Linked DNA regions of Mus musculus: region 1 is linked to region 2. A link is a contact called in public Hi-C data. All regions are on one chromosome and are shown on one strand. Each heading gives the region's core, a stretch centred on a gene start, on an enhancer-like site or on the middle of the called end of the contact. The rest is flanking DNA. Distances are from core to core; before and after follow the strand shown.

What was found. Hi-C and Micro-C count contacts between places; a contact is called where the count stands out from the background.
Region 1: a Hi-C map of uterus shows a contact between it and region 2, with 6 times the contacts expected there. The contact joins two enhancer-like sites. A contact is called at or near these places in 3 of 484 Hi-C or Micro-C datasets (the 3T3-L1 cell line and uterus).

What each region holds. Positions count from the first base shown.
Region 1 is chr11:17,684,165-17,688,280 of GRCm38.p6, forward strand. No RefSeq gene overlaps it. Among named protein-coding and RNA genes, the nearest start is that of Etaa1, 270 kb to the right of the region's middle. Within about 2 kb of position 1,772, at least 55 of the 459 cell types and tissues checked have an H3K27ac peak or open chromatin away from gene starts, as enhancers often do. A contact at or near this core is called in uterus, where this site is marked.
Region 2 is chr11:18,532,948-18,536,961 of GRCm38.p6, forward strand. No RefSeq gene overlaps it. Among named protein-coding and RNA genes, the nearest start is that of Gm12022, 42 kb to the left of the region's middle. Within about 2 kb of position 2,099, at least 9 of the 459 cell types and tissues checked have an H3K27ac peak or open chromatin away from gene starts, as enhancers often do. A contact at or near this core is called in uterus, where this site is marked.

The DNA.
Region 1 (4,116 bases), core at 522-3,021, 850 kb before region 2:
TTTTGAACTAAAGTACAAGTGATCACAGCATGCATTTATTTGTGTTAAGAAGAAATGTGACTATTTCATAGTTTGTCTTACTCTTGATAGATTTTGGACTGTGTCCAATAAATCTAGTATGAATAAAGGTATTATAAACATTCCTGTGTATGCCTTTGTTAGACATGAGTACTCAGTTTGAGCTTATAACCAGGAGTTCTTTTGTTAGTATTATTTAACAGATGTCACACAACAATTTTTAAGTGATGATATTGACATATACTCTTCCTAAAAATACAAAAGCGTTATAATTTCTTCCCTTCTTACAAACACTTCACTACAACCATTGTTTTTAACTCCAGCCATTCTGTTAGGTATATATGGGTAGGTATGGTTTTCACTGTAGAGATTTTGTGGGAGTAGAAATGGCTTTTAATATATTTTTAATACATTCCTACATATTTTTATAAAAGATCTATCTATCTATCTATCTATCTATCTATCTATCTATCTATCATCTATCTATCTATCTATCTAGATATCTATTGCTTATGCACGTACACTGTAGCTGTCTTCAGACAAACCAGAATAGGGCATCAGATCCCATTACAGGTGGTTGTGAGCCACCATGTGGTTGCTGAGAATTGAACTCAGAACCTCTGAAAGACCAGTCAATGCTCCTAACCGCTGAGCCATCTCTCCAGCTCATATTTCTACATCTCAGAAACTTGATATATTGTCTTTTCATAGAGTTCACCATTAGGTTATTGATTACATGGTTTGATGTAAAAACTTTAGATTTCAGGCTTCCTGACTTCCATTTCTTAATTCCAACCTCACATTATTTTCCCTCTGTAATATTCTGATAGCAGTTCAAGGACTCCAATATGTTGACATGACATCATAAGTTGATTGTCTTTTAAAAATGCAATATTTCATCATTTATAGGTTGACCCTATTCCAGGACCCAAAGGAAAATGGAAAATAGGACTTAGAACTTGAAAGAGAAAATTTGAGTGAGCCTTCAGTTTAATGCAGTTTCCATTCTTGGAGCCAAAAGGCTCTGTAGGCAATACACAGAAGGAGTTGCAGAGGATGAGGGAGTGGAGACTTTTGGTTTCGTTACATACTCGCTGTACCACTGCATCAGGGTGTCTAGGATTTTTGCCCTCATGATGAAATTATGGGTGTTATCCTTCATTTCCTGTTTTGGAAAATGGTTTGACTTATGAAAAACAGGTTAATTGCATATTGTTTTTGTGAATTAGGTTGCTAATTTTTCACATCATAATTAAGCTAATTAGAATTCTATTATTTTCCAACAGTTTTAATGAGGTCTTCTACTTGGCAAGGAACCTGTGAGACCAAAAACCATTGCCATTTGTTAAAAGATGGAGAAACCCCGATGACAAGCAGAGTTTCAATTGCATTTCAGTTAATACGATTTATTCGTTAAGCTGATTATATTTTGTTGCTTCAAGTCTGACAAACTTCTAAAGTTGTCCACTTTTCTACTATGTCTCTGTTGCTCTATCTCCACTCCCGCCTCCATTCCTCCTTAGAGAATTTGTGGCGTCTGGGTTAAAATAGGTGGAAACAGTCTCTGTTTCCAGCCACCGCTCCCCAGCTTGGTTGGAATGCTCATCTGGTTGTGATAGAGCCTGCGGGTTCGGCCAGCAGTTCTTAAAATAGTTCCTTGGCTTATAAAAAAAATAGTCATTTGGGCAGCTCAGGGTTTGTTCTCTGGCTGCTTCTGGCAACTTGCTTTGGGGGGCACTGTTGCTCCAGTTTGGGAGTTACAGCTGGGCTTTAGTGAGTGATGGCTCTCTCTTGCACAATCTCAGATCTGCACCCCTTGTCAAGTAATCATTACAAATGTTTCACATAGGAGCAAGCTGGCACTAAGCAAAGGTCTGCCTTTTAAAAGAAGCATGGGCCCTAGGGGTGGGGACCACTCTGTCCTGACCATTGTAACATTTTCCCCTTTGACAGTGTAATTAAGTGCTAATTAACTAAATGAGTGTAAATGAGTGAAGGTTGAGATAAATATCTACATCTTCTTAATCTATTTTCCCCTCGAAGATTTGATAAAGGAAATTTGGATTTAATGGAAGATATCTGTCAATTATTTTTTTTAAGGTGGCAAATCTGTTTAGAAGGAACTGAAATACACCAGTTTTAATTTCTACAGGACAAGTTAACAGCATATGAATATAAGAGAGGTGCCATAAAATGGGGATGTGGTGCTGCAATAATTATGGTAAGGAGGCTTGGTGAAACTACCTTTTGCAAACATCTGCTTTCTGCTTTTTTTCATATCCTGCAGATGTTGCTGAACTGATGAAAAATACTGACAGGAGAATACATTAGCCCATGAAGTCATTTCAATGAATAAAGCAAAGACTAGCTTTTAACTTTCTAAAAAATCTACTTAGAAAAGAACTCTGCTTCCAGAATAGGGAGAGATTACACCAATAATTGAGAGGGGCCCAGGGCCTTCTAAAAGCGTCAATAGTGATCTCTTCTTGCCAAAGGGGAGAAGAGATGCTTTGTGGGGGAGCAGCCAGGGTAATAAATGAGAATCTTTGTAATTCAGGCACTTTTCCATTACCTTCCATGGTGAGTGATTAGAAATGAGACTGAGGAGCAGCCATGGAAAGCCCACTTTTGTGCTTGGCAGTAGAGCAAAAAGCTGCTGAGTTTTGCCCCAACTACCCTGCCTATCCTGCTAGGCAGCCCCTGAGGCTGAGACCAGAAACAGATTGACAGCTCTTGGGTTGGAGCAAGAATCTTGGAAAGGAGGTGCTATTTGTGGTTCCGGGCAGTCAATACCCTTCCCAGACAGGAAGTGGTAAGTCAGGCACATGTATGCTAAACTGCCTGGAAAGCAAGGACTGAGCCTGGGAAACGGCATTTAATGGGGTTCAGTTGCATATGAGATTAAAACCCTGAAATAAATGCAAAAGAACTATTTTGGCCTATACCCTATTTGGCAGGAGGATTAAGAGCCTGAAATAGTCCTCTGGCTGCCTGGGAACTCTGAATCACTCCCATTATTGATATAGCCACTTCGAGTCACAGCATCATGTGTTCAGAAGGCCCCAATTAAAATGTACAACAAGTGTTTTTCTGATAACCAACCTGGCAGATAAGAAGGATGTACTTATATAATGTTTTTGTTAAAAGAAAGACAACAAGAAAGAAAGAAAGTAAGAAAGAAAAAGAAAAAAGAAGAGAGAGAGAGAGATTCCAAAACAGAAACTGCACTTTTCTAATTCTTCTCTGAATTGACCTTTAATTGCTTACAGCTAGTAGTATCATCCTTTTTTCTTTTTCTTTTTTCCTTCTGAGGCAAAAGGACAAATCTGCACCATGTCTCGGGAAAGACTTTTTATTGTCTGTTCTATGAGGCCTGGAGGTCCCTGGAGAGGGATTCTTTCCTGACCACACAATCCTTCTGTTTTAGCCACAATGCACGGGTGATACCACCAATTACCTCTCTCCAGCTCTACCATTTACTCTAGTACTGGTGCATGGCATATTTCTTACTGGCATTAAAGGCGTTGCTTCATCTTTCCTCCTACCCAACCCTTCTTTTCTCTGCACCTGGCTAATTTCGGACTGTGATTTATCAGCTGTATTTCTCAATGCAGATTATCAGGTTCAACTCAATATGACCAGTTCTTGCTCCTTTGGGGGAATCTTGGCCCTAATGTAGAGTGGTATTTAAAGGCTATTTAGCCTCATTGGCAATATCATCATAATAACTTGTAACATTTATGCCTCTTCTAGTATGAGTGACATAGCTCCTCGGCTGTTTTAGTTCACTGATCATCTCTTCTCTGCCTTTGGCTAAGAGCAAATGTTGAATCTGCTGGTCCTCCCAGTGATAATGATATGAGTGAGCAGCAAAGTAAGATGCTGAGGTTATAGGTGAAGAAATAGATGCTCACAGAAACGAAAGCAATTTAAGATAATGCAGCCAGTGAAACTAGGATTCCACTTTCTTCAAGACTTTAAGTGTGCAGAGCAAGCAAGCCCCACTACTACAATAATAGCATTAAGAACCTAACTAACATAAGCCACAATGGAAATGTCCTTGTGAGGTCCTGTAGATGTGCCAAGAATGGGACAAAG
Region 2 (4,014 bases), core at 849-3,348:
TAACTAAGATAAGTTAAGTGTGAACCATTAAAGTCATAGGTTGGCTGAAAAATGACAGAAAATTGAAGATTCTACAGATAGGATTTTTCAAAGCCTTCCTTACAAAGGACATTTAAAATTTCCTATTGTTTCCATTAAGAAGATATAGAGCTGACATATAATTCATTATTTTCTGGGCAGGGCACAATCTAAATGCTTAATGATGACAATTTTCCTCGGTGTCACTCCTCCATAAATGCTCTCCTGAAATGAGAGATAGACAAACTGAATTGGTTTTTGTTGTGGGTGTTATTGTTGTTATTGTTAAAGGTTAATATGTGATTGGCATTTAGCTTGGTCAGATAGCCAGATATTGTAAATGCTGGAAGACAGCCATTATAGCAACACATATACACAGAACAAATAAGATGATTCTCTGTCCAAGTCACTGGAGTCCACTGCTTACAAGAATGTCAGGGAAGGAACATTTTTTTTTATTTAATGATTAGGACTAGAAAGGACTTCCTGTCTCATGATGTAGCATAAGCATTTAGTCCTGGGCACCCAAAGAGGACTGGTTTTAACCTCTTGAGGAAAATTTCATGAATGTTCAAGTTTCTTGTATAAGATTGCATTTGCATATATCACATCTTCCCATGGGCTTTAAATCATCTCTAGATTCCTTGTAATATCTAATAGGATGTAAATGATATGTAAACACTCGTTATATTGTATTGCTTAGGGCACAGAGACAATAAGAAGGGTATGTTCAGTACAAACACAGTTTTTACAAAACATTTCGGACCTGCTGTTGGTTGAATTTGAAGATTTGGGTATAATTAGCTATTTTATTCACTACAAAACTTGGAATTGTCAGCAAGAGTTTGGAGCTGAGAAGGTCAGCCTGCAACTTGGTTCTGCTCATGCCCTGCTGTGTCTGAGAGAGCTACATCTCTGGGAGTTGTACAATCACACGGCCACTCAGAGACGGAAGACACCAGCGCTTGGGAGGTGGAAGCTTTCAGTCTGGGGTTCACAGCTTGTCAAAATGGTGACTGGCAACCAGAACAACCTCTCTCTCTCTCTCTCTCCCTCCCTCCCTCCCTTCCCCCTCTCTCAATTTTTCCATCATCAACTCCTCCCTTGACTCTGTGTAAACAGTGATTCCTGAAGTGATAGGCTTTTGAGGTCTATTGCGTTACTACATCGTCAGTGTTGTCATTACGGTGTATTCACACAATACATCATCAGAGGCCTGTCGGATTTGTGATTTATGACTCTAAATGCGTTGTGGTACAGCAAGGCATTGGGGACCTCATTGACTGAATGCTTGTTTATTTTTACATTTAAGGGTTTGAGAGTAAGCTTCAGACCACTTCTCAAAGAAAGGCTTGGTGAAGACCTTGAGACAAGGCTCCATTTCAAAACCCTGGAGGGACCAACAGAACAGTCACACTTAACATACAGAGGTTTATGTTTTCCTAGACCACTTTAAGTGCAGAATCAAACTTTCATACTCCAGTGACCTGGCTTTCTCTATAAGAACCAGGCATTTCATATATTGCCAGCTTTCTATTCAGATTTTGCCTAATAGTTAAGTATATGAGGTCTGGTAGGAAAGGTATATTTTATCAGCTCTCTCTTATTGCCAAAAGCAATAAGAATAGTATAATATTTTATGGTAGTAATAAAGGGGATTATTCAGAAGAATATTGCTTGCAAGGTGGCTAGATGCTACATGACATGGTCTCTTTTCCTGAACATAACACTCTCTCATAATGCCCCCAACAAAGTATTAAGCATGCATTGTGTGGCTAGCATTGAACGCAGTGCCAAGATATACAGCCATTTCTTAGAAAGAAGAATGAAAGATGTAAGTAGAGAGTTGAGACAAGTTAAAAGCAGTGTTGAACCCTCCAATTACAATAACATTATGAGGGGAGTGGATTTAGCAGGAAAGCCTTCTGGGAAAGGTGAATTACAGGGCAACGCTGAGAGAACATTAGAAAGTAGATGACAGCAACATCTAACAGCTCCTCGGCTCTAGGACTGACCTTCTTCCCAGAATGCATTTTCTCTCACTTGATCACCAGGGCAGAGTTTCTTAAGATCCAGAACCACATTAAATCAGGAGTCAGCAAGCTTCGGCCAGTTCAGGCTCTGCCAGTCCTCATTGCGCAGTCCACCTCTACCCTTCAATTTCTTTCTAGCTGGCAGCATTGTCACTTCCATTAATGACAAAATCTGTAATGATCAGAAAGGCAGAGAGTGTCTTTGGCCAAGGGTTCTTTATTTCAGGATCCAAAATCCTGGGGCCAACATCCAAAACTTGGAAGGTCAGAGCTAATGTTGGCTTAAGCATATCTGAACACCGTGACACACTTTTTCTTGCTGCAAAAAAACAATACTAATATAATTAGCCAGGGCTGGCTATTTCAGGCTTAATTCATCCTCATGTCCAGGGAGCCGGAAATGTAACAAGTAAAGAATTTGCTAACATGAGATGCAGAGACTCTGCCAAGAGTTTGCTAATCTGTACGTTTATTTTTTTTGTCTCTATATAAAGGGAGTTTGCAAACTGGTTCAAATTAACCAGGTCAAGTTGTATATTTTATTAACTTCAAAACTTTTTAAAAATTCTTTTCACATTAAAATAAAAGGTCTGTAAAGCTGGGCAGGGTGGTGGGGATGAAGGGAAGTTGTCTGCTCAGTAAAAGTTACGAGGGGACATGTGTCAGCTGCTTAGTTTTCACTTTCTGGCCCTGGCTAGAAACAGCTGCAAAATATCTACTCTAACTCAAGTCTTTTATGACTTCTAGTAACTTCTTTTTCAAAATATCTTTTATTGATTTTTCTAAGGATCTGACCACAGAGTGTTCCATAGAGAAGAAAGAACACATTCAAACACAGTAAGCCACGTTCACAGTCATAGTGATTCCAAAGTTTCAAGATAATTTTGCTGTTAGCTTCAACTTTTTTGATTTGTTTTACAATGCCTTCCAGAAAATCAAAATTACTGTTTTGTCCACATATATTACAGTTTAAATTCACCTCTGTGATTGGAATCTGTCAATCATGTCCTCCTGTCTCCAAGCTACCATATCCTCCCTGGAGTGGATTCAGTTTTTTGGTTATTGTTATTATTGTTGTTATTGTTTTGTTTCCTTTTTAATGAATAAGCCCTTCTTTATACCCATATCTCCTAGCACTTGTATACCCTAACCTTCCAATTTTTACTCTGTTGATCTATTGACTATACATCACCTGTCTAGCTTTGGTCTTCTTGTCCCAATGCTGGTTGAACACTGAACTCTGCTTGCTTCTTTTTGTCCTATCTTCCATGCACCTTGCCTGTATTTCTTTGTCTCCCAGGTCTCATCCTAAACACTGTCTCCTTTGAGATACCTGAATCATCATCTCAGTACAGAGACTATCCACTTACCAGATGTGATGCCAATGTAGAAATGTATCCAGGTGCCCCACCTTTTCCTAGTCCTGACCATTTTACTATTATCATTGTGGTACACAAAAGTAAGTCCCTGGCTAAACAACTGGCCTTGGAAGACTGTGACTCCCAGTTACCTCTATCATGGTACCTGGAACATTCGGTGTTCACATAAATATACATAGACCAAAGACCATAGAAATGTTTATGTAATCCATGTTCAGGACCTGCTATAAAACTCTCATTTTAAAGTCCATGTTTCTATGATTGCATTGTTATTTTAAATTCTTCATATAGGAACAAGATCCTTTGTCACCCATGTGTTCATCCCTGAAGCATCTGGACTATTTGTGATCCTTCCTGTACTGGATTTTCAGTTTCACGGTGATTTTAAGCACACACACACACACACACACACACACACACACACACACACACACACACAAACTCCAAGAGAAGTTTAAAGGACCTCTTGCCCACCATTTTCTCCTCTTAATTCCATTAGAAAAGCAACACGGTTTTCCCTGTTATCTAGATCAGTTATTCCTCCTAACCCTGTTATTCCTTTCTGATCCTGTTGACTTCAAGGA